7 separate regions of the Mus musculus genome follow, and all the other regions are linked to region 5. Evidence: chromatin contacts called from public HiChIP or PLAC-seq and promoter capture Hi-C data. All regions are on one chromosome and are shown on one strand. The core of a region is the stretch at or near the end of the contact, and the rest is flanking DNA. Distances in the headings are between cores, read along the strand shown.

Region 1 (4,057 bases), core at 222-2,721, 580 kb after region 5:
ACTTCCCACCAGTCACCAAAGGAGTAACCGACTGTCTGGGTCCATGTGCTCCGGGCACATGAAACTCTTACAATGAAAATCTTCAGTGTTGCACTCCAAGTCTCCAGTGGGCCACCATAGCGATCTGAGGGTGAAATGAAACCAGTAAATCCTGCCAGTGCAATAAACTCAGAGTCCCCTGCAAGCTCTGCCCTCTCCTGTTCCCTCTGTATCCTGTCCTCCTCCCCCAGACCAGTTCTCTGGCAGAGTCAACCGAGAACAAGACTTGGTTCCAACCTGATCCCAGCCTTAGTTCCAGCTTTGTGTGACTGTTTTGTTTTGAAGCAACCTGATGCTGAAAACGTTCAGGTCGTAATGACTGGGAAATGTGAAATATTTATCATCTGATATATCAGCTGACCTGGCACTTATATCCCATTATCTCCAGTGCTAGTATTCTGGTTCTAGTAGAACTGATACCCAGCTGCACTGTGGACCAAGGGGTTAAACTACACCCCAATCACAGAGCTGTATGCAAACCAGTCTTTTGTACTGTTATCTGTAGAAAGCTAAGAGATAGGTGTAAATAAAGCAATGTCCTTGTTTGCCTATAGGTTTTCAATCTTTTTCTTTCAACATGAAAGCAGAGACTTTGCCCTGTTGTTCATATACTCAATTACACACAGGTGTAGGGGACCTTATAAACACATACACATAAACAGAGAAGACGCATACAGACCACACAAATGCATAAGCAAAGAAACGAGAGAGAGAGAGAGAGAGAGAGAGAGAGAGAGAGAGAGAGAGAGAGAGAGAGAGAGAAACCACACTCAGAGACCATATAAACACATAAACAGAGACCCCCCCCAAACACACACACACACACACACACACACACACACACACACACACACACAGAGGTTGTTATACTCTTGAACTAAGAGAAGCCAATAAGCAGTTTTCCTCTTTGTTTCTTGACTGTTTGGAAACAAGAGAAAAGTTAAGTGGCCCTAAAGAGGGGACCAGATGGGATCTGGGAGGAGAAGCCTAGAGGAAGAGAAATTGCAGCAAGAAGACTGTTTTGCTTCAGAGTTCCTGCCAGAAGCAAAGAAGAAGGTCCCAAGCTCCAGCACTGTGACCCCTTGGTAATTTCCCTGGGGAGCCCCACCTCAGACAACCTTTACCCCTCAGAATCCAGGGGAAGCTGAGCTCGGTAAGTTCCAAACATAGAGGGCAGACAGTGATGGAGGGTCTAAAGCCACAGGCCTGGACAAGGTTCCAAGTGGGCCTGCCTGACAGCCACAGAAGCCAGCTGAGCCAATGGGGGGACAGCCACGACACCAGCTGAGCCAATGGGGGAACTTTCTGCCTGATGAGGCCTGCTTCCCAAGAAGAGTACTGGCAGTTTCCCTCGACTCTTGTTTTCCTGTGTTTAAAATGAAGGACTCTGCGGCTTCATGTGACCACTCTTGTCAGAGTCTTTGCTCGGAGAGGTGTTTTTGCATTTGTGAAGCCTGCCAGGAAACAGCGTGAGTCATGAGTCATGGCTTCTGAGCAGACACTATTCAGCTTTAGAAATTCCCAGAGATACGACTTGTTTATACGAAAGGAAGCAGCTATTCTGAGCTGCCCGAGGAAGAGGAAAGCGCTGCTCTTTTTTTCCCCCCATTTAAACACCCTGGTGAAAGGTCAACTGGGCAGCTGCAAGGCAGCGAGCCCCTAGTGTAGACACTGGTGTTCTTCAGTGCATCCGTCTTCATTTTACGGGGTATTTCTGGGTTTGGCATCTCAAAATGCAAGTCCTGTGACCCTGAAATTTCACTCTCAGCCTTTGGTCCAAAGTTGGGGTTTTTTTTCTTTTTTTTCTTTTTTTTTTTTTTTCTTTTTCTGTGCAGGCTCTGAGTGGGAACCTGTGACATGGGGATTGAGAGCCAGGAGGTGACCATAGAAACCCACCATCTTTGACAATTTTCTAACTTCCAGTTTCAGAGTAAGGCACGGCTTTTTACTCCTATATACCATGCTGCCGTCTTCAATGTCCTCTATCCTTAGTTTTATCAACTAGTGTGTCCGCTACCATTACTTTAAATGGTGGTTCAAAGCTCTGCAGGAGAATATGCCCAAAGGGATTGCCACTATTACAACTGTTTCTTCGTTGACCCACTATCTTGGCCCTCGGGTGTTAGAATGCATGGTGTCACCGACTGACTTCCAAGACAAAACCATTCACAAAGTATTCACTGATTCGACAGTCATGGGCCTCTGTGATGGTAACAGGGACAATACCTGAAGAAATCAACATTGTTCCCTAAACATATAGGAAATGTTTCACTAGTTATTGAAGGATGCCCACTCATTATGATAAAGATGGATAAAAATAAAGACTTGGCTTAATGGCTAAACATTCACGTGTAGGAATCAAACTAAAAAGTCGTTGTGGACAGTTATTGTTCTAGAATCAGTAAGTTGAGTTCTGAATCAGTAAGTTGAGAAGCACAGGGGATAAACTCTGTAAACAAAAGTTCCCAAGTACTTGAAAATCACACAAGTATACCTCTGAGAAAACTAAAATTATGAACTAAAACATTTTACTAACAAAGTGATAAAATGGCTTGAAATAAGAAAAATACGTAAAAAAAAAAACCCAATAGTATTTGTATATTACAGCAAAGCCAAGGTAGATAATAAAATGCCAAAGAAAAGCTAATGAAGTATTAAGAAGCAAAAATACATACAAACTAAAGGCAAATGTAGTAAAAGATTAAAAACATTTGTTGAGAGATATAATTTGAATAATTAGGACAGTTATATTTTAATTAAATGGGAGAATTCAACATAAAAAGGCAAAGATTCTCAGATTATTAGAATAAGTCCCCAAATCCAACAAGTCTTTTCTTGGAAGCCACTAGAATCAGCATCAACTAATTGCAGAGACTGCTGCTTCTCTGCTGACAGAAGCTTAAACTATGAGCAGGAAGAACTGGCCCAAGGAATAGCTGTAGGACTTATTTTTATCAAATAACAGAAACTGGAAGTGTACATTTAATGCAGATATAAAACATAAATAAAAGGAAAATAGTAAATGCCTTGGAGCATGCGCTCTTGAGAAGCATGTGTGCCCCGTTCTATAGATGGTTTTATAGCTGGCAACGCTTTCCCCCTGTCTTATGGTGTGCGCTGGAGAATCCTGATACTAAACAAGCAGTATTATTTCTGTTCCCTTTGACAAAAGTATCAAAGTTCAGTGACTTCAGGAGTGTGAGAAAACTAAAGAAATAGAAAGCTGGATCTTGATTTCTCTGACTTCTCAAACCATACCTTTCCATTTTAGTGTTTTCACAAAACAACAATGAATGAATTTTTTTTTTCCCAGACAGGGTTTCTCTGTATAGTCCTGGCTGTCCTGGAACTCACTTTGTAGACCAGGCTGGCCTCGAACTCAGAAATCTGCCTGCCTCTGCCTCCTGATGAATGGATTTATTTTAATGCTAAAATCTATGAGGGATTTAGACTTCCCTCTTACACCAAATAGCTCCACTTACTTAAATAAACAAGCAAAAAAACTGTAATTGTTTAAAGCCTCAACACTGAAAATCAGATTACAGAAACTCTAGAAAAGATTCAGGACGTAGCTACAGGAGACTGAGCTAATATATCTGTGACTGGACCACGAGCCTGCTCACTCAAGAAGCTATGGTCATCCCTGATCACTCCTCCTCCGCTAGCCCTGCATCCACACCCAGGTGACCATCCTGTCACCACTAAAACATAGCAACCCTAAAGTGAACTTAAGGCTTTGTAGAAATGCTTCTCAAAGGAATATGTAGTCCGTTGGTTTCCAGGGAAGAAGAAGACAATCAGAGAGTAAGAGTACATATGTATAAAACTAAGCTAAAACTGCAGGGACTGGACAGCCAGTAAGAAGCCTGTGCTGTTACATGGGACTACAGCTCAACAATAACATCGTAGAAACTGCTAACGCTGTAGAAACTAGCGGTGAACAGGAATGATTGTTTTCAATGAATGTGTTTGGCTGTGAGCCAATAAAACTCGATTTCCATGAACAGGCATGAATCTG
Region 2 (3,550 bases), core at 965-3,464, 850 kb after region 5:
AATGGAACTTTAGGTCAGTCTTCAATCAAAAAAGTAATTTTTCTTCATAGTTTTTCCACAAGAGAAATACATAGCTTTAATGAATTTGTACTTTATTCTAGCTAATAGGATATGTTAATTAAAAAAATTTGTAAGTAATATTCATCAAAGTGTCACATATGTATACTAACATTAGACTCTAGTTTATTTGCATTAAATTTATTTATAACAAGTATACAGTAGCCATTTTTGTTTTAATGAATACTTTCTTTTGCATTTTTATACACTTACAGATTTATTTATGCATGTTTTATGCATATGTGTCAATGCCTACATGTATGTATATGTACCACATTCATACCACAAAGGGCAGAAGAATGCATTAGATCTCTTGGAACTAGAGTGAGAGGGGTTGGTCAGCCACCTGCCTTGTTCTTTGTTTGGGGTCAGAGTCTTGCTGTGTGGGCCAAAGTTGCCTGGAGCTCTTATCCTCCCGCCTCTGGGAGTGAGTGCTGGAATCACAACCTTGGGCCTGGCCTTAGGGGCAGGGGCTTTCTTTACTCAGTAATAACTTAACATCCAAACACTTTTAAAACAGAGAAATTCTAAAAAGTATGGTATTCCCGACAAAGCCTTAATGCACAGTTAATGTTAGTCTTAAGAAGTTAAAGTGGTACAGAAGAGAAGCTATAAAACACAGGTAAAGCCTTTCTTAGAAATTTATTTGCTTTCAAATGTTTTTGCCATCTTAAAAAAAAGGAAGTTATTAATGTGGAAATGATCAAAACAAAACAAAACAAATGGTCTGAGGAGGCCATCGTTGGTTAATGTGTTCACCATCCAAGCAAGAACACTGGAGTTCAGATCCCCAGAACCCATATAAAATTCTTGGTAGGGCCCTGTAATTCCTCTGATGGCACAGGTGGGGTTTTCAGGGTAAGCTTGTCTGTAAGCTCTGGGTTGAAGAAACCATGACTCAAGAGTAAGCGAAAAAGCAACATTAGGGAAGATAGCCTGCACACACATAAAACATGTGAGTAAACATCAAGGGGCTATAATGGGGGAGGGAGGTGAAAACTAAAAGAGAATCAAGGTGTATAGAGATGTAAACTATTTAAATTCTTCTTTTTACCCCAAGAGTGTAAGAACTATGATAAAGTAAATGAGACAGAAATTGAACTTAGCAGATCTAACTTCAATTCCTGCATTCACCCTTTAGCTATGACTCTGGAAGAATACATTAATTTCCTAAACTTGGGTTTCTACCTTTGAGTAAAATAAGATCTCTCCTTGCACCCAAAGCTTGGCTCTCAGGGTCAGGTAAGACAGCACATGGCATCTCTACTGCTCCTTCTCTTCCAACAATTTTATTTTTGGTAGGTCAGCATCATTGTTCCTGAAATAGTCTTAACTGTCACAGTCTTAGTAAATTATATCTAGCTATGAAAAAGGAGAAACCCATTCTGAGATAGTAAGGGAATCTTGAAAAGAAGCCCTGTGACCTTTATTGTGCACCAAACTGTAGTCTCCCCTCCCCCAGCCTGAAACCTGCTTGCTCAGGGGTGGAGCTTCCCACTCAATCGTTCTGCCACGCCCACTGCTGGACCTGCGGCTTTGCTGTTTGGAGCCGTGCACGTGGTCACCCTGCTATTTGACCCCAAGACTAATTGGCGGGAATCGGGCCCCCTTCCCCTGCTTCATAACTGCGTGTAGAACAGTAAAATAGAACTTTGATCAGAATGCCTGTCTTAGCTGCATTTCTTTATCTCGCCACCTAGTCCTCTTCTCTTCCAGGTTTCCAAAATGCCTTTCCAGGCTAGAACCCATGTTGTGATCTGCTGGCCGGACACAACACCAAACAACTATAAGTAGTTAAGATATAATAGAAATGTACTGCCTAACTCTTATTTAAATGTTATTTGGAAATACGAATTAAGTTACACATTAATCTGTTCAGTTTTAAAGTATTTGTTAAGAAATAGTTGACCTTTTCTAAAATAAGAAAGAATGGTGTTTAAGATGTCTCAAGTAAAGATCTAATTGTAAAATTTCAGACAGCAGCACTTACTAAAGAAACAATTCTAAGGGGACAGAGTAATCAGAATGTTTTTTAAGGACTTGAAATCATGGCTGCATACTTTGGCTCTGTAGAGTGAAGGCTCATCTCTTACAGAGAACCTCAGAGAGGTGTGGGACCATGTGCAGGGGCAGCACCAGCTCCTTTCTTCCTCCCTTCCTTGCAGTACTGGGGATTGTCCTGAGGGCCTGTTCATAGTAGACAGGCGCCCTACCACTGATTTAGACTCAACCCAGCCTTTTTACAATTTTTAAAACTTCCAGACAGGGTGTTGCTGTTACCCAGGTTGATCTGAATTCACTCTGAGATCCGGTGGCACATTACCCATCCCTACCTCATCTCTGGAATCCTGAAGCAAAGCTTAGTTTCAATAAAAAAGAGCCAGGCTACTTTTTCCAGTCTTTCTGTCTCAGCTTCCTGAGTAGCTGAGATTACAACCTGTGCCAGCCAAGCCTACTCATATTACACCTTCTTAGCTGCCCAGAGCATTGCCTGCTTATAAACACTTGTTAGGTTTACCAGTAGGCACAATGCTGCTTTTTCTCCACTTCTCAGTGTTCTGAAAGTCACTCTGACAGAATCCCCGAGAAACCAACTTAAAGAAGAAAAGTTTTAAAAGACGCTCAGTTTCAGCACTCCATGGTTACTGGGCACCATTGATTTTGGTCTCATGGTGAGGCAGAACATCATGGCCAGGAGCCTGCAGTGGAACAGAGTGGCTCACGTTTTAGCAGACTAGAGGCAGAGAAAGAAAAACATGTCTGGAGAGACTGGTAGTGGATCTCACACAATGGAAAGAAAGTAACTCTCCAAAATTGTCCTCTGTTCCCCTTCTGTGTGCTTTGGGGTGTGTGTGTGTGTGTGTGTGTGTGAGTGTGAGTGTGTGTGTGTTCCCCCTAGTTATCTTCCCTGGACACACAAAAATAAGTAAATGTAAAAGGTTGGTAATGTAGGAATGATAGACAACACTCATCGACCTCTGGTTTCCACAAGCATATGTACCTGTACAGACCTGCACATTACACAAGCTTAGACCACACTGATAGGAATGAGTGAATGTAAGTTGTTTTTAAGTGATTGGAAATTATGGCCTAGTCTTCAAGGGCATAACTTATTGACCCACTTCTCTTCAGCTAAGTTCTATCTCCCAAGTTTTCCGATACCTTCCTATGCAATTGTGAACGTATCCATGGATTAACCCGTAAGTGAGGCGAAGGTCCTCATAACTCACAACATTGCTTTTATTCATAGCCAAGCCTTTTCAGGAACACTCCATTGAAACCATAGGCCACTCTACTACTGTCACTACCTCCAAACCACACCAGGTTAGGAAGGCAGGTCATTTTTTTTTTTTAATCATAATCTTCTCAGATGGTTTATTTTTGCTTGGAAACATCATCAAAAGGATAAATAGTGTACATAAAATTTAAAAACAAGATCTTCCATTTAGGAAGTCAACTAGTATTTTATTTATGAATTTTCAGGGAGGAAAGT
Region 3 (4,059 bases), core at 1,262-3,761, 680 kb after region 5:
TATGCTGGAAGACAAAGCATCTGCTCACTGGAGCTTTTCATCCCAGTCCATATTCAAAGTGACCTAAAAGCAGAAAGTTTCCCAGGACTTCTGGGATGCAGAATTATTGATTATTTTCTTAGTCATTGAAGGGGAAAAATAGAGGAACTCTCCCCAGAGGGAAGTGTTCAGACATCAATGGCCATTTTACAGGCCCGTATTTCAAGAAGTGGGCTACAACATCACACCCCACCTGGAGGTTTACACCGGCAGCTTCAATCCACTGGCCAAGGATATTTGGTCTAAGGATTTGTGTGGACCCAAATGATGGGATTTTTCAGCCATCACTTTTGCTGTTGTAGCAGGCTTAGAAATTCATAACTCTGAATTGTTTATTTACACATTACATTTAGGTTTTGGATGGTGCACACTTTTTCATCCCAGCACTCAGGAGGCAGAAACAAATGGATCTCTCTGAGTTCAAGGCCGGTCTGGTCTACATGGAGAGTTACAAGCCAGACAGAGCTTTTAGGTGGGAAAGCAAGTAGAGATAAGAAATGTCCTGAGGTCACTATCTGACACCATGAAGCACTCTGACTTGAGAACCTACTGTGTGACATACCAGAAACCCAAATGACACGTACTATCTTACTATATAAGCAGCAGAAAATGACTCATCTCTCTATCCCCTTATCCCTTCCTACCCTCACCAGGAGATGACTTCATCTCAGTTACTCAAAGTGATATTACAAGAAGCCGCAAAAAAGACAAAAGTTTGTCCTACAGATGCTCTCCTTAGAAGAATCTAGAATCTTCATGCTTAAGCCATGGAGAAGTGAAGAGTCAGCATCTGCATCTTTCCCAATGTCCCCCCATTTTCACCTGCTAAAATGAAGATGGGGCAAGGGGTTCTCCAACCTTGGACAAAACTTGTAATAACACAGCACTTGGCAGAGGCAGAGGCAGAGGCAGAGGCAGAGGCAGAGGCAGAGGCAGAGGCAGAGGCAGAGGCAGAGGCAGAGGCAGAGGCAGAGGCAGAGGCAGAGGCAGAGAGGCAGAGGCAGGTGGATTTCTGAGTTCGAGGCCAGCCTGGTCTACAGAGTGAGTCCCAGGACAGCCAGGGCTACACAGAGAAACCCTGTCTCGAAAACAAAACAAAACAAAAACAAACAAACAAACAACAAAAAAAAACCTTGTATATTGCAAATGGAGCCAGGACATAGAGGGGTGGATCATAAAGGCAGGAAAGGGGTATGTGAAATAAAATGTTGCTTGGATATTCATCAAAAGCTGGCATAAGAGACCTAAAGAGAACTTGATAGAGAACTTTTGCACGTCACTCTAGACTTTTGGATGCCAGTGGCCAGCTTTGGCTGAGTGCTGCTACACTCACACAGTTTCTCAAAGCTTCTTGGAGGTTTCTAGGTTATATGGTCTTTGCTGAAAATTACAAAATCCAAAAGAAGCAGCTGAAGACCAGGAAAGGGAAGTAACTTACAGCCAAGTACATAAAGCTCCCTAACGAGAGAGCAGAGCCAAGACTCCAGCCTTGTACTACCTGACTCCAGAGCCTGTGTTGTGGTTCTCATCACACACAAGCCTCACCAGTTCAAATCTGCTGTCCTTTCTCCATAATCTGCACCAATCACTTTATGTAGTTTTGTGTATATGAACATGGTCAACATCAGTAGTCACTCTGCTTTATATTTCGAGACAATGGAGCTTGCTGATTCTTCTAGTCTGGCTGGCCAGCAAGCCTCAGGGACTGTGCCTCCCTCCCACTTTGGGATTCGAGCTGTACACCCATGTACCTGGCCTTTCTTACCTTGAATTCTGACATCCAAAAAGGCCCTCCAGCTTGCACAGCAAACAGTTTACTGACTGAGCCAACTCCCCTGCCCTTTTTATATATTTTCATATCATACACGTACTGTATAAAAAGTCAATAGAATCCATTGCATTTAGGCAGTTCTTTGGGCTGATAGTGCACATATTCAGCTACCTCTGGGCTTATAGTATATGAATAACTATTCGCTCTACAATCTATTCAATGTTCCTGAGTTCCTACACCAAGCCAAGCATTGTGCTGCATGCCTCAGAAAGTCACAGCCCACTGGAAGAGATCCCATTAAAATGAAAATAAGCGCTTGGTTTCCCGTGGTACAGTAAGGCATAACCAAGAGATTAGAGCTTGCTTATTGAGCTGCAATCCAAAACCACATTATTGAGCTATAATTTCCTATTTGATTGACATGAAAGGACTGAGCAACTGGCCCAAGGTCAAGTCTCCAGTCAGTAGCAGTTCATTTCACTTATTTTATTGTCTCTGACATACCATGTTCTCAAGATCTGCTCTCTCTTAATAGTCTTATGTAATGTTCAAAACATATTTTATGTTTTACAGACATTTTAAAAAATTTAAGGCCAAAGAAGCAAATGTGTCAGCATTCATGTTGGGCTAGAACACATTTTGGCTGCCAACTCTCAGGACAGCAGAGCTCCTCCAAGGTCTGGCTTCCCCCCAAGCCTGTTTCCAGGCTATGGAAGCCGTTAATTCTGCCCTAAATGCATGCTGTCTCCTCATCTCCTCTGTAGCCTTCTAGCTGGGCTGAGACTTAATTGGTTTGGGTTGGATAATTCATAGTGCCTCATTAGGGCATCAAAACACATACTAGGCTCTCTAGTAATTTTCTCCCCTGAAAGAACATTGATTGGCTCCTTCACTGGGAAAAGAATTAGCTAAAGGATTCTTGGGTTTGTGAAGAAAAAAAAAAAAAAAAGAGAGAAAGAGAAAAGAAAGAGTCCACAACAGATAATTTCAAAGTGTATTGTGCAATCAGATTTCTTTGAGGCTATCTGTCGATCAGGTACCTCTGCTCTTGCAAAAGATAAAAATTAAAAAAAAAAAAATTCTCAAACCACACCAAGGGTAGCTACCAGTTAACTTGCAGAATTTATAGAAAAACTGGCTGTTCTAAAGTTCCCACTTGCTGGCTTCCCACTGTTTTCTCTTGCCTGGAGATACTCTTTATTAACACACTAAGAGGGAAACCCTGAAAGATGGCTTCTTTGCACATCTGACCGGCTGGCTACTCCACCTCCCACTCTCCCACTGTAACAGGTTAGGGCAGTGTCCCCTCCCCTCCCACTCCTCCTTAAGCAAGAAAGCATGCTAACTGTGAATACCTATGGTTCTTGGCTCTGCTGCTTCTCTGACTACGAGAGCCCACTTCGGATGGATGGATGGATGTTCTGCAGCAGGCAGAGGGATTGTGCAACCAAATAGCCCAGCTCCAGCCAGGTGTGGTGATACATACCTATAATTGCAGCACTCAGGACACTGAAGCAAGAGGATCTTCAAGGTGAGCCTGTACTACTTGAGTCTTAGGTTAGCCTCAGAAATGTACAAAGACTCTGTCTCACAAAAGAAAAAAACAAACAAACATTTCTTCTTTCTCACCTCTGAGTTGGAATAAGCCTGAGCTATGTATGGGTTTTGTTTTGGACTTTTAAAGACTTATTTATTTTATTTTATGGGCATGGGTATTTTGCCTGCATGCACATTTATGTGTACCATGTATATGCCTGGTGCCATACATGATCCCCTAGAACTGGAGTTACAGATAATGTGAGCTACCATATGGGTGCTAAAAATTGAACACAGGGCCTCTAGAGGTACAGTAAGTGCTCTTAAACACTGAGCCACCTCTCCAGCCCCTGACTTGTGTCTTACCCTCTCTCCCAGAGAGTCTAGGAAGAATGAATAAGAACATCTGGGTAATGTAATCTTTGTTAGCCTCCTCTTCTTCCTTATCCCATTTCCCAATTCCATTATGAGGATTTCTTGTCGCCTCCAAAATATGATGCTTCCATTTTACCCTCCCCCTCCCCCACCCCTTATCCCAGAGGAGCCTAAAGAAAAACATAGTTCAGTCAACCTTTAATCTTCACTGGAGCTTGGTCTTAGCCCTCAAGGTCACTCAACTTCCCATCATTACTGCGATCCGGAAACCTCTATCGTTAGGTCTGGGGGCCAATGACATGGACTTACCAAAAGTCTTAGTTCATCAAGCTTTAAAG
Region 4 (3,836 bases), core at 864-3,363, 640 kb after region 5:
TAATTTCGACAATTTTTCTAGTCAAATTTTGGGAACATTGGATATAAGATAATATAGTCTTCAATTGAGAATAATTTGGCTTAATATTTTTTCATTTGTATCCCTTCTCTTGCCTTATTGCTCCAGCTAATGCTTCAATTACATTATGGATGAGCAGTAGGGACAGTGGACAGTCCTCTCCCATTCCTGATGTTAAAGAGGCTTATTAATGGTTTTATTCATTTAGGATGTTATTGGCCATGGGTTTGCCATACATAACCTTTATTATGCTAAAATATGCTTCCTACAGTCCTACTTGTTCTAGGGCTTTTATTAAGAAGGCATGTTGAATCTTATCAAAGACTTTTTCTTTACTTTTTTTTTTTTTTGCTTCCATTGAGATGATCATATGATTCTTATATTTATTGTCCATGTATTTGGTTTATTACATTAATTTCTTATATATGCTAAAAATAAAAATAAAACAATGAAAAAAAACTAAAACAACTGTGGCTAAATGATTAAATATATGCATGTTTTCAGTTGTCCAATAAAATAGACATTTAAAATGCCCCATCATCTGAGATCCCATGCCTTCTTATCCCATGGATGCTTACACACACACACACTATCATGCTAGAATCCTCTTGTATGCCACCACTTATTCATCCTGCAAATATATGAATTTGCTGAACTTTACTAATCATCTACCTTGTGGTCAACAGTATGCTAGACCTCATGTACCCAAAACAATAGACCAAAGCTCATAGGATAGAAGGGATAGCAAAAATTCAAACAAGCTGGGCGTGGTGGTGCACGCCTTTAATCTCAGCACTCGGGAGCAGAGGCAGGCAGATTTCTGAGTTCAAGGCCAGCCTGGTCTACAAAGAGAGTTCCAGGACAGCCAGGGCTATACAGAGAAACCCTGTCTCAAAACAAACAAACAAACAAAATTCAAACAAATATGATACTGAATTCTCTGCCACATGCAGATAAATATAAGGCACTTTGGTGCTTTTAACACAATCCCAGAGGGCCTCCTAGAGGAGATGACTTTTAAGGTAGATATGATCAGAAAAGCAAAGTGTGGCAGACAATCTTAGTAAGCATGAAGATAATCTAGAAATAAAGGGTCAGTGACGACATAGGACATGGTATGATATGGGTGCCACCAGGCTGGAGCACAAGCTCCATCAAGGGAAGAATGAAAGAATGCACAAGTTTCAGTAGACTTCAGGAAGCCTGCTGATGCGTGGAAGAAACACAGATACATTACCTTTGGCTCATTCTTCAGAGAAAACTGCTAGGAAAACATCTTTGTGTTCAGTGTGTTGATGATAAAGTAACCAGGTTGTACAAACCATGACATGGACTCAGGTATTCCATCATAAACTAAAAACTGTGTCTCTCTGGTCCCTCCACCACTAGCAGCTTCAGAGTCACATACTAAAGCTTATGTCCCAATGGGATAGAATCTGGGAGGTAATTATGCCTAGATATAGTCTCGGATATAAGACTCCAGTGTGCGAATAAGACTCTGATAAAAAGAGGAAAGGCCAGGAAGATGGCTCAGTCAGTAAAGTGCTTACTTGCCTTGTAAGCATAAGGACCTTAGGTCAAATAATCCAGAACTCAGTCCAGTTATGGGGGTCAGAGAGAAGCAGGTTTCTTCGCTCTCTGGCCAGCTAACTTGGCCATGGTAAAGTTCCAGACCAATCAGAAACCTTGTCTCAAAAGGTAGAAGATGATGCAGAAGCAATACCTGAAGTTTCCCTTCAACCTGTGTACATGTACATACACACACACACACACACACACACACACACACACATATGCGCACACATTATACACAGATGGGAAGAGATACCAAAGCTTCCTCTTCTGCCATGTGATCATATATTGAGAAGGTAAGCCAGAAACCAAATGAGATAGCAGCTGATCTGAGACTTTCAGACTCCACAACTTGAGAGAATGTTTCTGTTGTTTAAGCCTAATCTCCAGGGGGTTGTTGCCATGCTGTGAGACTACTAAAGTGCTTCTCTTTCACTCCCGTTAGTCTTAATGTGGTGACTCAGGCTGGTCCTTCTGTCTGTGGCTTCAGCCTTCTTACTCTATTTGATGACCCCACATCCTTGCTTACATAAGTCATCCCAGCCATTACTAATGGCTTGGTCAGTGGCATCCTGAGTGACCTGGAAGATTATGATTAGGACATAGTAAGTCCAGGACTAACAAAGTCAGGGCTCTTCATAGTCTATTTGACTGATCTGGTGGAAGAAGGCTAGTAAGGATGTTGTCAGTAACAAAGCAGGAATAAAGCACGCAGGGAGTGGTGTTCATGGACAGACAGTGGGAAGAAGGGGAGGAAGCCCCACCCACAGAGCAGGAAGGTCAGAGATGAGAACAGAACGGATGGCACAGAATATCACCTTCACGGGTGAAGTGTTCCAGAGCCAATCTGACAAAATAATGCCCGAGAATTTCCTGTTTGAATCTGAGCTGCTCGGCTCCAGCAGGAAGCAGCACCCTATTTTCATATAGTCACATTTCTGCCACCCACGTGGCCTGTCAACCCTTGAAAGTAATACTTCCCACCCACCCACCCTGTGGAAATCTGCAGACTTCCCACAGGGCAGTTTCCAAATACCCAAAGCCCCACTCAATCAGAGTAGCACATGGCCATACATATTTAGGGATTTTAATCTTTCCACATAAATCACTCCCTCTGGCTACTTAATCATGTGTGACAACTTGCAGTGACTGCATCTCGTGCTCTGACTTCCCTGAAAGGTCTTGCAAGCTAAGCAGGGTTAAGCTGAGTCAGTAACTTGAATGAAAGGCACAAGATCCACACCGGAAATGCACGGAACGAGTCAACAAGCAGCACATCTTTCAGAACTGTGACCTCTCGCCACCAGGAAGTGGAGCTCTGGGTGACTCTAGAAACTATGTGACAACAGCTCACGGTGTCCTCCTCGCCTGTGGAAACTGGCCTCTCAGCATTAGCCCACTCTGTGGGTCTGTGCTCCTGTACTGGCTAGTTTTGTGTCAACTTGACACAGCTGGAGTTATCACAGAGAAAGGAGCTTCAGTTGAGGAAATGTCTCCATGAGATCCAGCTGTGGGGTATTTTCTCAATTAGTGATAAAGGGGGAAAGGCCCCTTGTGGGTGGTGCCATCTCTGGGCTGGTAGTCTTGGTTCTATAAGAGAGCAGGCTGAGTAAGCCAGGGGAAGCAAGCCAGTAAAGAACATCCCTCCATGGCCTCTGCATCAGCTCCTGCTCCCTGCCCTGCTTGAGTTCCAGTCCTGACTTCCCTGGTGATGAACAGCAGCATGGAAGTGTAAGCTGAATAAACCCTTTCCACCCTAACTTGCTTCTTGGTCATGATGTTTGTGCAGGAATAGAAACCCTGACTAAGCTCCCAACTCTTTTTGGAGGCAATTTGCCTTAATCGGAGGTATCGTAAAGCCAATCAAGCAAGGATGGCCCAAGGACTTTGAATCCAACCAAGAATTCTCAGACTTTAAGATTCCCAGGCCATAGCTGCTGGGAATATAGCAATGTCTCAGTTCTTTATTTTAACACTACCATAACCTCAAACTTTGAAGATCTCGATTGGTTAGACTCTGTTAATGATGCCAAGGTCCATGTAATTGTGTGTGTTGTGTGTGTGTGTGTATGAGAGAGAGGGGGAGAGTCGGCATACGTTATGAATAGGTGAGCATGTGGTCGTGGGTGCATATATGTAACTGTGCACATTAATGTTTATACATATGAGTATGGGAGCTAAAGGACCATTTCTGGTGGTATCCTCAAGACTAACTCTGGTGGTATCTATCTCCTTTGAGATACAGC
Region 5 (3,633 bases), core at 161-2,660:
GAACACTGACCTGTTACTGTTATATACAAAGTGTCCTGAAAGTTTTTACTGTATGTATTCCCACCATCCCGTTTTCTAGTGCTAAAAAAAAAAATATTTATCTGAATGTATAGTGAAGCAAAAGATGTACTTCCAAAGGGATGGTAAATTCCAATTGTGTAATAAAGAAGTGATTGTGGCCAAAATAGTTTGTATAGGAAGGCCAAAGGAGAAGCCAGACTGAGTGGAAGGAAGGATAGAACAGTAGGGAGCTCTTTTAAGATACTTGGTGAAAGAAGTGGGAGTGGGTGGGTGGGGGACTTTTGGGATAGCATTAGAAATGTAAATGAAATAAATACCTAATAAAAAATAATAATAAAAAGGAAAAAAAAGATACTTGGTGAAAGAAGAGGAAGCAGATACAGTCAACAGCCTGTTCCAGTAAGTAGTGGTGTTGCTTCCAGCTGTCAAGATGGTCTACATTAAAAATGTAGACGAATTGACACTTTGACATTATTTTTACCTAAATTCGTTAAATTTTGTTCAAGATTTAGTACAAACTTTTGTTGTTGTTGTTGTTTAAACTAAATATCTAGTTTATATTTTGTAATTCTAACCCAGGCCCTGCGACATTCCCACATCCAGGTCCTCCATTAGACTACAGATCTTCTAGCTCTTTGCCTTTATCTGGAGGTTGGTTTCTTTAATAGCTTAGTTATTTCCTTCTCTCCATCCATTCCTTATGCTCCTTTTCCCGCCAACCCCGCCGAGGCCTGTGCAGTTGTCCATCATTACATTAGTCACAGCAGATCAGAGGAATTCCTTATACGTTTTGTACCCCTTATACGTTTTGTGGGAATTAAAACTGGCCAAGGGCAGAGGTGGGAATTTTCCCCAACGTGTCCCCATTGCTCATCTGACTTTGACACATTGCCACTGTGTATCAAGCGTCTTTAAATGAATGCCTAGAAAGCCTGAGATGATCCTTCTAAAGGATGGGGCTGAAGAACAGAAGCCAGTTAACAAGGCTGACCACCCATGGGAAGAGATCTGTGGGCTTACTAGAGAAGCACTCACCCGCGATCACAAATTTGGCCATGATTTCTAGCAAGACCTAGAAACTGGGACCGTGGCGTCACGGTTTCCTGGCAACCGCGGCGGGTACTAAAACTGGCGCAGGCGCGTTCAAAAGAGGCTGCACCGCCAGGGGCTAAAAGTTCAAAGTCACTATTTGAATGTTTTGAGTTTCCATAAACAACAATAGATGAACTTTATAAGCTCCGTGTTTTCCTAAGGCTCTCGCTTCTATCTTTTCATCAGAGAATAGAAACTATTCTTTCTGGAAGGTTTTCCTCCCTATTTGCACATGGCCTCCGCGGTCGCTGAGAACCGATGCTTTTTGACTTATAAAAGAATCCGTAATACGTCACCAGACGCGCCGCTTGAGGAGGAACTGTCATGGCTGCGCCTATGTGTAGTCACGGGGTTCTGTTCGAAGGTGAGTGGATGGCAAGCAGAAGCGGAATCGCGGGCCGGATCGTACTTGTCTTTTTACCTAGGGGAGAAAAGTTTGGGAAGTGGCCTGGGTCTTAAGTTTAGGGCAGTGCTGGGCGGCCCATTTGCGGAAAGACACCGACTCCGGTTCCGGGATCTTGATGAACCTGGCTGATTGTAGATTCTCAGGCGGGAAGGACATCGCTTTTTTTCTTTAATTCCGTCCCTAACCAAGACCGACCTGTCCGAGTACGTTTTCTTAACAGTTCGCTTTTGGCCAATGCAAGATGATCTGAAGTGTCCATCAATGATACAGTTTTCAGTGAAGGCCTCCAAAGTAGTGTTAACAAAGTTCTCCTTAGCCGATATTGAACACCTACACAAGACATTCTTATCTATCTTTCTGTCTGTCTTATCTATCTTTCTAGCTGTCTATTTCTATCTCTCAGTTTACCTACCTATCTATGCTACTTTATCCACATTTATTGATTGACTGATTGAAACTACTTTATCCACAACTGCTAAAGTGATTGACCTGGGTACTTTTACAAAGATGAAATAAACGTGGAGGAAGCATACCGAGGACATGTTCCATTTTAATATAAAACTCTAGCGGCTCGTCGGTGCCCATGCAAGCCCCTGTTAGATGCATTTCCCTTATTTAAGCAACAGTTTTTAACCATTATTTCTTTTATTTACCTATCCTCTACAGGACAGTCCACAGCATGTGCTCTTTTTTAGAAAGACGGCAACTTGCGTTGCATCTTGGGTATTTGAAAGTGTGCCAATAGATAGCAGAATGAATAGCAAAGCACGTTCCTTGTTATGGACCATCCGACGATTCAGTACGTTACTTCCAAGAAGCAGAGCTTTGAGGATAGATCCATTGGGAACTTGCAGACCAGAGGTTATTCATTCAAAATGGAACCCAAGAAACCATCGGCTAAATGTTTTTGATGAGGGATTGCAACCATCTGTTAGATACCTCTTTCAGGATATATTTATTTCTAAATCAGTAGATGGTTGTATTCAAACTAAAGGCATAAGCCATTCAGCCGTTTTTAAACCTGATAGGCTGCTTTGTCCTAGAAGACTGTCCTTTGATGCAAAACATTCTTTTGTCTCTGATGGGACATCTGATCATGATTTAAAGAAAATAAACTTTCATCATACCTCCAGTGAAGATGTGTTCACCAAGAAAGTAAGACCAACCCCTGTGAATTATAAAAAGCTAGCCCAGGAGTGTAACTCTCTGAGTGATGTGCTGGACACATTTTCAAAAGCACCTACATTTCCTGGTAGTAACTATTTCTTAGCAATGTGGATAATTGCCAAAAGGATATCTGAAGACAAGAGGCGCTTTGAGAGACAGCTGATGTTCAGTCACCCTGCCTTTAACCAGCTGTGTGAGCAGATGATGAGAGAAGCCAAGATTATGCACTATGACCACCTCTTGTTCAGCCTTAATGCTATAGTGAAGCTGGGAATCCCTCAGAACACTCTTATGGTACAGACTTTGCTGAGGACGATTCAGGTAAGTCCAAAGAGACTTAAGTGTGGCTGTACTGCGTTTAACATGGTTTGAAGGAGCTCAGGGGATGTAGGTGTGTATAGCTTCCTTAAAAGACTATCAGCAGAATGTATGTTTTAATGGCTAGGAGATCTTAAGTTAGATCATTTCTTTTGCTTTGGAAATTTGTGAAAACCTGCCCCACCGACCTTCTCTAGGGTTAAGTGGAAATGAAGAGAGATGCAGAGAAAGGTTGAGTAGTTGAAGGGAGAATGGATGGGAGGTAAACTAGCGGATTTTTTGTTTGTTTGTTTTTTTACATAACCTTAATCCTATTAGTAGAATTAAGACTAGGAAACAGATTTAATGGTTAACAGCTAGTGGATTCCTTTATTTATATACTGATTATATATTGGATGTCAACCATGTACAAGGTACCACATTTACCAGTTGTTATAAAAGATGTAACACATATTTTCTTATAATCATGACCCCTACAATCTAAACTGGAAGATGTATTTGTAGGCAGTTACAGGAGTGGTGGCCACATTCCATTAATGACTCATGCTATGTTGAGGGCACTGTGCTGAATACTCAAGAGTGCAGCTATCAAAGCACACATAGATCTCTCAGTGCAATGAGTGAGTGAA
Region 6 (3,666 bases), core at 939-3,438, 820 kb after region 5:
TATAGATACCACTCATGGTAAGTTCATCTTGTCTGGTAATATGTAGGCATTGAGCTATAAGAAGGATACACTATAGAGGTATTCCCTTTTTTCTTGTCCCCAAAATTTAGAAAGGGTTGCTTCCCCAGTTATCTGAAAGCTTAGTAAAATGTGCATTTAACTTCTGCACCTAGGAGTTCTTCTCTCTTGAATCTTGCTGCTGAGAGGTGTTAGAGAACTCCACAGGTATGCAAAACAAGGTCTTAAAAGTTCAAGAGTCCAATATTGACTTATCCAGAATTTTACAATCATAAAAAGTTGCTTTGCTTCTCTCTGTGTGTATAGGTATCGTGTTGTACTCTGCCATGAGTGAGGAGTAGGACACCATGACCTTCGCAGTGTTTGAAGTCTCTGATTAGGCTCTGGCCATATATTTTCCTTTTTACCTCTGTGCCCTACTTGATTTGTCCTGTTACCAGTTACCTTCTAGGGAGCAGCTTACAGTTGCTCTTCTTGCTCTGATAGGAAGAAATGCCTAGAGGGATCTGAAGCCAGACCTCAGGCCTGACTTCACTCCTGCTTTCTACACTCTTTCTGAACCTGGCTGGTGCAGCTTGGGAAAATCAGCTTTGCTGCCTCCTCTGGCCTCCTGGCTAGTAAGGGACCAATCAAGACAGGGACCATTCCTCATTTCCTATTAGGAAGAAACACACAGAGAAGACTTTGTATTTCTTCATTGTTTGTTTTTGTTATTTGAAGTTACTAAGATTTATAGCTAATCAGATTTGAGCAAGTTGAGTAAAAGATCAGCTGCATTCTGTTTTAGCTAGATTTTTAAGTGCATTTGCTAACTTAACCACCACATAGCCTATTCATAACTTGAAGTTTGCCTTTAAAGTCACTCAAGTACAAAGCACTGTAGTGCTCGTAACGATCTTCCATATTATTGTAGGTAACTAAATGACCATGGAATCTGGAGCAGACAACCAGCAGAGTGGAGATGCTGCTGTAACAGAAGCTGAAAATCAACAAATGACAGTTCAAGCCCAGCCACAGATTGCCACATTAGCCCAGGTATAAAAATACATGGAGAGATTCCAAGCTGTATCTCTTTTAAGAGTAATATGTTTCCAAGAGAATTTAATTTTTAATAAACATATACATAGAATGAGTGGAAATTTTCTTTAAAATATCAGAATTCCTGTTCAGTATTAGCATTAGCTTATGTTTAGAAATGAAAGTAATGATAAATTAACATATTAGTAAAATGTATCATTAAACATTAATATAATGTGTGTAGTGACATGATTCAGAAATAATTACTTTTTTGTTAATAAATGAATTGGCCCTCTCAAGGCAATGATGACAACTGCCTTGTTTTTCTTTGTTTGTTTGTTTGTTTGTTTGTTTTTGTTATTTTTGTTTTAAATACCACACAAGCTTATTTTGGGACCTTGAGGTGCAGACGATTTGAAAGTCTAAATTTATATATTCTAATACTAAAATGCAGAGTCAAAGGTCGGTGTGGAACTCAGTCCTAAAGGTGATAACAGCCGTTCTTTCCTGTGCATTTTAAATGCGTTAGTCGGATTTTGTTTTAAGAGTCCTGCCCTTGCCAGGTGTGGTGGCACACACCTTTAATTCCAGCACTTGGGAGGCAGATGCAGGCAGATTTCTGAGTTCGAGGCCAGCCTGGTCTACAGAGTGAGTTCCAGGACAGCCAGGGCTACACAGAGAAACCCTGTCTCAGAAAGAGTCCTGCCCTTGAGGCTGTCATCTCTGTGCTTGCTTTATTGTTCATATCTGTTTTTCTTTATTAACATCTTTGCTTAAATATTAGTGGAAACAGTGCTTAATATAAGAACCAAATAAGTGTTAAACCTGCTAGGGTAAGAATGTGGTATTTCCTTCTCTGATTTTTGGACACAGAATGTCACTGTGTAGCCCTGAGTGGCCTCCACCTCAGAGATCCACCTTCCTCTGGATTAAAGGTGCGTAGTACCACGCCTGTGTGTTTTTAAAGTGAAGGCTCCCAAAGAAAAATAATCCTGGCAAAGCTTTGCTTTGCTTATCTTCAGTTTCTCCAGGAGTTAAAAATCTCCATTGGAAGTGGCTAATTAGAATAAGTCCTGGGAAATACAGGGTTAACCACGGCTGGGGTGAGGGTGGGAATGAGTCAGATACTGGAGCTCCAGGCCAAATAGTCAGAGTAAGCAAGCTGACTGTCCTTCCTCCTAAGAACAGGGCTTCCCTGCAGATCTCACGAGTAAGACAACACCACATATGCTTGGAGATAAGATATATCAGATGAGGTAGCACTTAATAGGCTTAGTAAAACAGGCATGGAGAAATTGGGGCACATCTGACCATTTAGCTGAGCAGTCTCCTTGATGAAGACAGCCTTCAGCATGTTGTCTATTCTGGTTACCATATTCTATCCAGCTTGGTTGTTCCCTGAGTTGACTTTATAGAGTCATCTTGGAAATTCTTTTTGCTCTCATTATTTTTTCTTTGGGAATTTGTATTCTTGATGAAGTAGAACATGTAGGTAGCATAATTTTGAGAATAAAAGATTAACTGAGATAAAAATTCTTGGTAAGATACTTTCTTTGGAAGTTTTCTATGGTCCACTTAGTGTTGCTTACAAATTTTTAGAAGACTTAATTTCTTATATCTCACATGTTATAAAATACCTTAGATCTCCTCACAATGAATGTTCATTTTTTTTCTTGTGGAGGATGGAAACTCACACCCTCTGTTTTAGGAAATTTCTTTCAATTAGTTGTTGGTGGTTTTGTTTTTCATTGTCAGAATCCTTGTGACCCAGATGTTACGCTTCTGTGACTGGTTTTGTGGTGGTACGTTTTTGTTTGTTTCTTCCATTTCCTTATATTTTCCTTGCAATTTTTCACTTTTTGCTCTACTTCCTAGGAATGTATTCACTCCATCCTGCCTGCTGAATTTTTTTTTTTAAATAAACAGTTCATTTACAAAACATGGGTTTGTTTTGTTTCTTTTAAGAAGCTGTGCAACTGTTTTTTGTGTTTTGTGTTTTGTTTTGTTGTTTTAGATTTATAACATATACAGCATTCTGCCTGCACATATCCCTGCAGCACAGAGAGGGCACCAGATCTCATTATAGATGATTATGAGCCATCTTGTTACTGGGAATTGAACTCAGGACCTCTGGGAGTGCAGCTACTGCTCTTAACCACTGAGCCATCTCTCCAGCCCCTGACTGATGAATTGCTATCATGTTTCCAAGAGTGTTATGTTTGTTCCCTGGGTAGTCTTTTGGTATTTTCTTTTTGCTTTGTTTTGTTTTGTTTTTGTTGTTTTTGTTTTTCGAGACAGGGTTTCTTTGTATAGCCCTGGCTGTCCTGGAACTCACTTTGTGTAGACCAGGCTGACCTCGAACTCAGAAATCCGCCTGCCTTTGCCTCTCGAGTGCTGGGATTAAAGGCGTGTGCCACCACACCCGGCTGGTATTTTCATAGTATCCTGTGTTTTATAAGTATTCTGTTTATTTTCAGGAAAAGGGGTTTGTTTACGGTGTGGTTTTCGCCTTATTCGGTACTTATTTTGAGTTTCTATTTCTCACATGGCCACATAACTCTTCATCTTCATTTCCATTTGTTTTAGTGTCCATCTTTCCTAGTAGAGGCTTTCACCAGATTCTTAATACTC
Region 7 (3,646 bases), core at 383-2,882, 720 kb after region 5:
CAATTAATGTGTTAGCATTGGTGGGGGAGGGCTCTCTCTCTCTCTCCCTCCCTCCCTACTTTTCCCTCTCCTTCTCTCCTGCCTCCTTCCTCACCTCCCCACTCTGTCCTCTACCTTACCTCCCCTCCCCTCCCCTCTCTAATTCCTTCATAAAGCCTCTCCCTGCCCTGATCTACCTTCCTAGAAGGAGGAGGGAATGGTTCGACTGCCTAGTCTTTCTGGCCCTCTTTGATTTGAAGGAAACTGGAGAACAGTGAAAATACATCAAGTTCCAGAAAGGGGGAAAAAAATCACACACACACTCTCACATATACTCACACACTCTCACATATATTCACACACTCTCATACAGACACAATCACACATACTCATACACACTCACTACTCTCTCTCTCACACACACACACACACACACACACACACACACACACACACTGTATCATGCTAAGTTAAGAATGGATCTCGCTAACAGACGTGACAGACTAATGGTATTGGTATGGGTGAATTGCTGGATAGAGCATCACAGGAAAATTATGAATGAAAAGTGAAGGCGATCCATAAGTTATGGACATGGTGGGTTGGGTGATGATTCAGAGGCCTAGACTCCTGTCACCTGGTGACACGCATGGGACCATGTGCCCTAGGGTGGGCCATACAGCCACTCTTGCAGTTTCAAGGACCATGGACACCAGCTGGGCTAAGTTAAAGGTACTTCTAGTTTGTTTGTCCCAAATGTAGCCAAGATCACACATCCAAGGACGACGTCTCCATATTTATGTTCTGCTGGCTTTCCTCCTGTCACCTCATCCTATCTTTACACTTGGGGAGGGCTAGAGAGAGAGGGGTGACCCGAAGTGGCAGTTGACAGACAGACATGGTGTGCTCAGTGACTCCCCAAACTCATGAGCCACGGAGAGAAGACTAGAGCAGACCCATTGATGTGTGCCAAGCCTTCCTGCACAGCACAGCGGGCTGAAGGCCCAGAGGCCACGATAGCCTGTTCCCTTCGTCCTTGGCAGCCATGTTTTCCTTTCTGACAGGCTCCTCTTGGCTGGTACCCTGTTTGAGACCCTAGGTCCTAACTGGCTGCCTCGCTCATAAACAGGTGTCAGCCAATGGCTTACCCTTTGCACCCAGTTCTGGCGGAGGATTCACTCACACCGCCCAGAGTCCCTTCAAATAACAAGAATCTTTAGAAATAAGATGTTTTAAGAAAGCCTGTACTAAAACATCACAATCCGACACAGCGATTTGGCCTCGCTGGCTGTCTTCTTCTGGTTTTAGTTCACAGGATTAAATTGGAAGGTCAGAATCTTCCCTTGTCTGCAGACTAGATGGGATTTCTCTCCTTACAATGGGGCTGGGAACCGGCTCCTCTGAGCACATTTACATTACTCCTGCTAACACATTTTGAGGTTCTCTGGCTGCCACGCTACGTGAAACAGGTCAAGTCTGGGAGGGAGAAGGGGGCTTTCCCTTCCTGTGACCTCAGGACTGATTTAATTAAGCCTCTCCTCCATCCCCGATTTATAGTCTGCAAAGTGTCCTCGCAGAGGCCCTCTGATGTGCTCTGCCTCTCAATGAGCAGATAGGCAGTGACAGGGCCGCGCCATTCTGAGCGGCTGCTGCCCCCACGAGAGCACTTGGAACAAGCGCAGCCTCTGCAGCCCTCGATCCAAGCCTCCTTTGGTAACACCAGACGTGGGTGAAAGCTTCGAAGCTCTCCTGGCTCCCTTAGGCACAAAGCTTTCTCCTGAGACTCCTACTGTGAGGAGGAAATAACATTTGGAACCCTTCTCAGAAATCGGATTTCTTCTCTAGATTGAAAATGAAAATAAGAAAAGCCTTCACGTATCTGGATAGGAAGACAGACAGAGCTAAGAAAGGAGGAAAGGGAGGGAGGGAGGGAGGGAGGGAGGGAGGGAGGGAGGGAGGGAGGGAGGGAGGGAGGGAGGGGGGAGGGAGGGAGGGAGGGAGAGAGAGAGAGAGATCCCCAGGGCCTTCCCCTGTTGCCCATCAGGCTGCAGCTGTCCTTCACAGTTTAACAGCCCTGCCCTTTCAACCTGCCACCTAGGAATGAATGAAACCAAATGTCCCATAGGACATGGCCCCTCCCGGCCCCTCAAAGACTTCTCCCTGAAGATGAAATCTGACAAAAGAAACAAATTAGATTAAAATGTGGTACCAAGGGCTTTGCGTTGCTCAGATAAGAGAATCTGCAGAGTCCTTAGGACCCAGAGCGGTCAGTCCTGTTATACAGTTTGCGGTGGGGAAGAGTTCAGCTGACTTCTACCCACAGCTGTTCTTGCGCACCACCTCTCAGGCTTCACTGTCCTTGGCTTCAGATGGGGAGGAGCCAGTGGGGAAGGGAAGAAGAGCCTAGAACTGGCCCTAGGGACCAGACAAGTAATGTGAATAAAGAAACTGGCCATGTGACTTTTATATAAGTTAGGCTTTTATATAAGTTCTCCAGATTTTTAAATGTCTACCTCTCAATTTAAGAAAAGCACTCTCCCTGCAATATTTATATTGTGCACTTTCTAGACAGCAGGCCCACTAAGAACCATATGAAGTAAATGCTGGTATTGCTTCCTGTTCCCTAAAGAAGAGCAGTGTAGTAACACCTGCCTTACCTCAGAAGGCAGCCAGCCACCGGCCTGCATCTGTCCACTGCACTGGACTGCCTAAGGGCTTCACCTGGGGAGACAGCTCAGACTGGGAAATTGCTTACCAGAGAGACAAGCAAGAATGCCAGAATTCAACCTCCAGAACCCATATAAAAAGCAGGAACCTTTATGAAGACCAAGCTACACATCTGCTACATATGTACAGGGAGGTGTAGGTCCAGCCCCTGTATGTTCTTTGTTGAGTGGTTCATATCCCAAAAGCTGTTGCCTGTGTGTGGGATATATTCTTCTGGCTGGGCCACCTCAGTGGGAGAGGAAGTGCCTAGCCTCACAGAGACTTTAAGTTCCAGGGTGGTGGGGATACCCAGGGGCCTTACTCACTGCTCAGAGGAGAAGGGGGAAAGGATTGTACGAGGAGGGACTAAGGCAGTGAGCAGGATGTAAAGTGACTAAGTAAAAAAGAAATCAAGAACATTGAAAAAGAAAAAACAAGGACCTTGTTTACAGTCTTAGTGCTAGAGAACTTACATACATACATACATACATACATACATAGGTAGATGAAAGATAGATAGACATATATACAGATACATATATACCACATACATACATGTATAGACAGACAGACAGATGCCAAGGTGGGAAATGTCAAACAACACCCAAGATTGACTTCTATGTGCATAACACCTACACCCTCATCCATGAGTGTGCGTGCACTCACACACAGACACACACACATATGGCTGGATCATAAAAGAGCGTTATCATATTCTTAAAACAAATAATAAAGCTACAGACATTGTCTGCAGAATATGAAAGAAGCTTGCTTGGAAAAGAGAAAAAAACACAGTGGGGGAGGAAAATAGATGTTGTTATATAGACAGAATTAGACTTGTCCTAATGGTGAGCCAGACCTAGAGACCTAAGTTCCTTATTGAAAAGAATGCAAATGTAAGCATAAATAATGCTGCTGCTAATATTTTTTTTCCCACGTATTTGAAACCAAATGGTGGCTAAGC

The links. Promoter capture Hi-C pulls out the DNA fragments that hold promoters and counts their contacts. HiChIP or PLAC-seq counts read pairs in DNA pulled down with a chosen protein or histone mark.
Region 1: a contact with region 5 is called in a promoter capture Hi-C map of pre-B cells, with 5 times the contacts expected there. The contact joins the enhancer-like site here to the promoter of Fastkd2 in region 5. A contact is called at or near these places in 14 of 39 promoter capture datasets (the 3T3-L1 cell line, 3T3-L1-derived adipocytes, the C10 cell line and 10 more), 2 of 484 Hi-C or Micro-C datasets (LSK cells and Th1 cells), 8 of 115 datasets of contacts at active chromatin or transcription factors (the NIH/3T3 cell line, bone marrow-derived macrophages, embryonic stem cells and 4 more) and 4 of 9 other capture datasets (adipose tissue, embryonic stem cells, liver and 1 more).
Region 2: an H3K4me3 HiChIP or PLAC-seq map of embryonic stem cells shows a contact between it and region 5, with 5 times the contacts expected there. The contact joins the enhancer-like site here to the promoter of Fastkd2 in region 5. A contact is called at or near these places in 13 of 39 promoter capture datasets (the 3T3-L1 cell line, 3T3-L1-derived adipocytes, the C10 cell line and 9 more), 4 of 484 Hi-C or Micro-C datasets (cardiomyocytes, cerebellum, cortical neurons and 1 more), 12 of 115 datasets of contacts at active chromatin or transcription factors (the SCID.adh cell line, acute myeloid leukemia, bone marrow-derived macrophages and 7 more) and 4 of 9 other capture datasets (adipose tissue, embryonic stem cells, macrophages and 1 more).
Region 3: an H3K4me3 HiChIP or PLAC-seq map of embryonic basal ganglia shows a contact between it and region 5, with 6 times the contacts expected there. The contact joins the enhancer-like site here to the promoter of Fastkd2 in region 5. A contact is called at or near these places in 6 of 39 promoter capture datasets (the C10 cell line, the HPC-7 cell line, cranial neural crest and 3 more), 6 of 115 datasets of contacts at active chromatin or transcription factors (bone marrow-derived macrophages, embryonic basal ganglia, embryonic stem cells and 1 more) and 2 of 9 other capture datasets (liver and macrophages).
Region 4: a contact with region 5 is called in a promoter capture Hi-C map of liver, with 4 times the contacts expected there. The contact joins the enhancer-like site here to the promoter of Fastkd2 in region 5. A contact is called at or near these places in 11 of 39 promoter capture datasets (the 3T3-L1 cell line, the C10 cell line, the HPC-7 cell line and 7 more), 1 of 484 Hi-C or Micro-C datasets (bone marrow-derived macrophages), 8 of 115 datasets of contacts at active chromatin or transcription factors (bone marrow-derived macrophages, cardiomyocytes, embryonic limb bud and 4 more) and 2 of 9 other capture datasets (adipose tissue and bone marrow-derived macrophages).
Region 6: a contact with region 5 is called in an H3K4me3 HiChIP or PLAC-seq map of bone marrow-derived macrophages, with 9 times the contacts expected there. The contact joins the enhancer-like site here to the promoter of Fastkd2 in region 5. A contact is called at or near these places in 14 of 39 promoter capture datasets (the 3T3-L1 cell line, the HPC-7 cell line, HPC-7-derived erythroid cells and 9 more), 1 of 484 Hi-C or Micro-C datasets (cerebellum), 14 of 115 datasets of contacts at active chromatin or transcription factors (the NIH/3T3 cell line, the SCID.adh cell line, acute myeloid leukemia and 10 more) and 2 of 9 other capture datasets (adipose tissue and macrophages).
Region 7: an H3K4me3 HiChIP or PLAC-seq map of bone marrow-derived macrophages shows a contact between it and region 5, with 14 times the contacts expected there. The contact joins the enhancer-like site here to the promoter of Fastkd2 in region 5. A contact is called at or near these places in 25 of 39 promoter capture datasets (the 3T3-L1 cell line, 3T3-L1-derived adipocytes, the C10 cell line and 16 more), 2 of 15 datasets of contacts at CTCF or cohesin (large pre-B cells and pro-B cells), 14 of 484 Hi-C or Micro-C datasets (B cells, the C10 cell line, CD4 T cells and 11 more), 39 of 115 datasets of contacts at active chromatin or transcription factors (the 230-238 cell line, DN3 thymocytes, the NIH/3T3 cell line and 27 more) and 5 of 9 other capture datasets (adipose tissue, embryonic stem cells, liver and 2 more).

The regions. Positions count from the first base shown.
Region 1 is chr1:64,304,235-64,308,291 of GRCm38.p6, forward strand. No RefSeq gene overlaps it. Among named protein-coding and RNA genes, the nearest start is that of Gm35803, 27 kb to the left of the region's middle. Within about 2 kb of position 1,472, at least 230 of the 459 cell types and tissues checked have an H3K27ac peak or open chromatin away from gene starts, as enhancers often do. A contact at or near this core is called in 3T3-L1-derived adipocytes, the HPC-7 cell line, LSK cells and 13 more, where this site is marked.
Region 2 is chr1:64,576,502-64,580,051 of GRCm38.p6, forward strand. The region is part of intron 8 of Creb1 (cAMP responsive element binding protein 1); the gene reads left to right. Among named protein-coding and RNA genes, the nearest start is that of Mettl21a, 39 kb to the right of the region's middle. Within about 2 kb of position 2,215, at least 4 of the 459 cell types and tissues checked have an H3K27ac peak or open chromatin away from gene starts, as enhancers often do. A contact at or near this core is called in embryonic stem cells, where this site is marked.
Region 3 is chr1:64,406,865-64,410,923 of GRCm38.p6, forward strand. No RefSeq gene overlaps it. Among named protein-coding and RNA genes, the nearest start is that of Gm36148, 110 kb to the right of the region's middle. Within about 2 kb of position 2,512, at least 23 of the 459 cell types and tissues checked have an H3K27ac peak or open chromatin away from gene starts, as enhancers often do. A contact at or near this core is called in embryonic basal ganglia, where this site is marked.
Region 4 is chr1:64,372,063-64,375,898 of GRCm38.p6, forward strand. No RefSeq gene overlaps it. Among named protein-coding and RNA genes, the nearest start is that of Gm35803, 95 kb to the left of the region's middle. Within about 2 kb of position 2,114, at least 34 of the 459 cell types and tissues checked have an H3K27ac peak or open chromatin away from gene starts, as enhancers often do. A contact at or near this core is called in adipose tissue, bone marrow-derived macrophages and liver, where this site is marked.
Region 5 is chr1:63,729,215-63,732,847 of GRCm38.p6, forward strand. It overlaps Fastkd2 (FAST kinase domains 2), which reads left to right and starts at 1,411. Exons shown (of 12, transcript NM_172422.3): 1 at 1,411-1,477; 2 at 2,186-3,007. The coding sequence starts at 2,273. It overlaps Mdh1b (malate dehydrogenase 1B, NAD (soluble)), which reads right to left and starts at 1,104. Exons shown (of 11, transcript NM_029696.4): 1 at 1,057-1,104. The coding sequence starts at 1,078.
Region 6 is chr1:64,549,918-64,553,583 of GRCm38.p6, forward strand. Creb1 (cAMP responsive element binding protein 1) reads left to right here. Exons shown (of 9, transcript NM_009952.2): 2 at 932-1,053. The coding sequence starts at 940. Among named protein-coding and RNA genes, the nearest start is that of Creb1, 19 kb to the left of the region's middle. Within about 2 kb of position 2,189, at least 28 of the 459 cell types and tissues checked have an H3K27ac peak or open chromatin away from gene starts, as enhancers often do. A contact at or near this core is called in the NIH/3T3 cell line, bone marrow-derived macrophages and trophoblast stem cells, where this site is marked.
Region 7 is chr1:64,444,594-64,448,239 of GRCm38.p6, forward strand. No RefSeq gene overlaps it. Among named protein-coding and RNA genes, the nearest start is that of Gm36148, 70 kb to the right of the region's middle. Within about 2 kb of position 1,633, at least 161 of the 459 cell types and tissues checked have an H3K27ac peak or open chromatin away from gene starts, as enhancers often do. A contact at or near this core is called in the 230-238 cell line, DN3 thymocytes, the MNK3 cell line and 23 more, where this site is marked.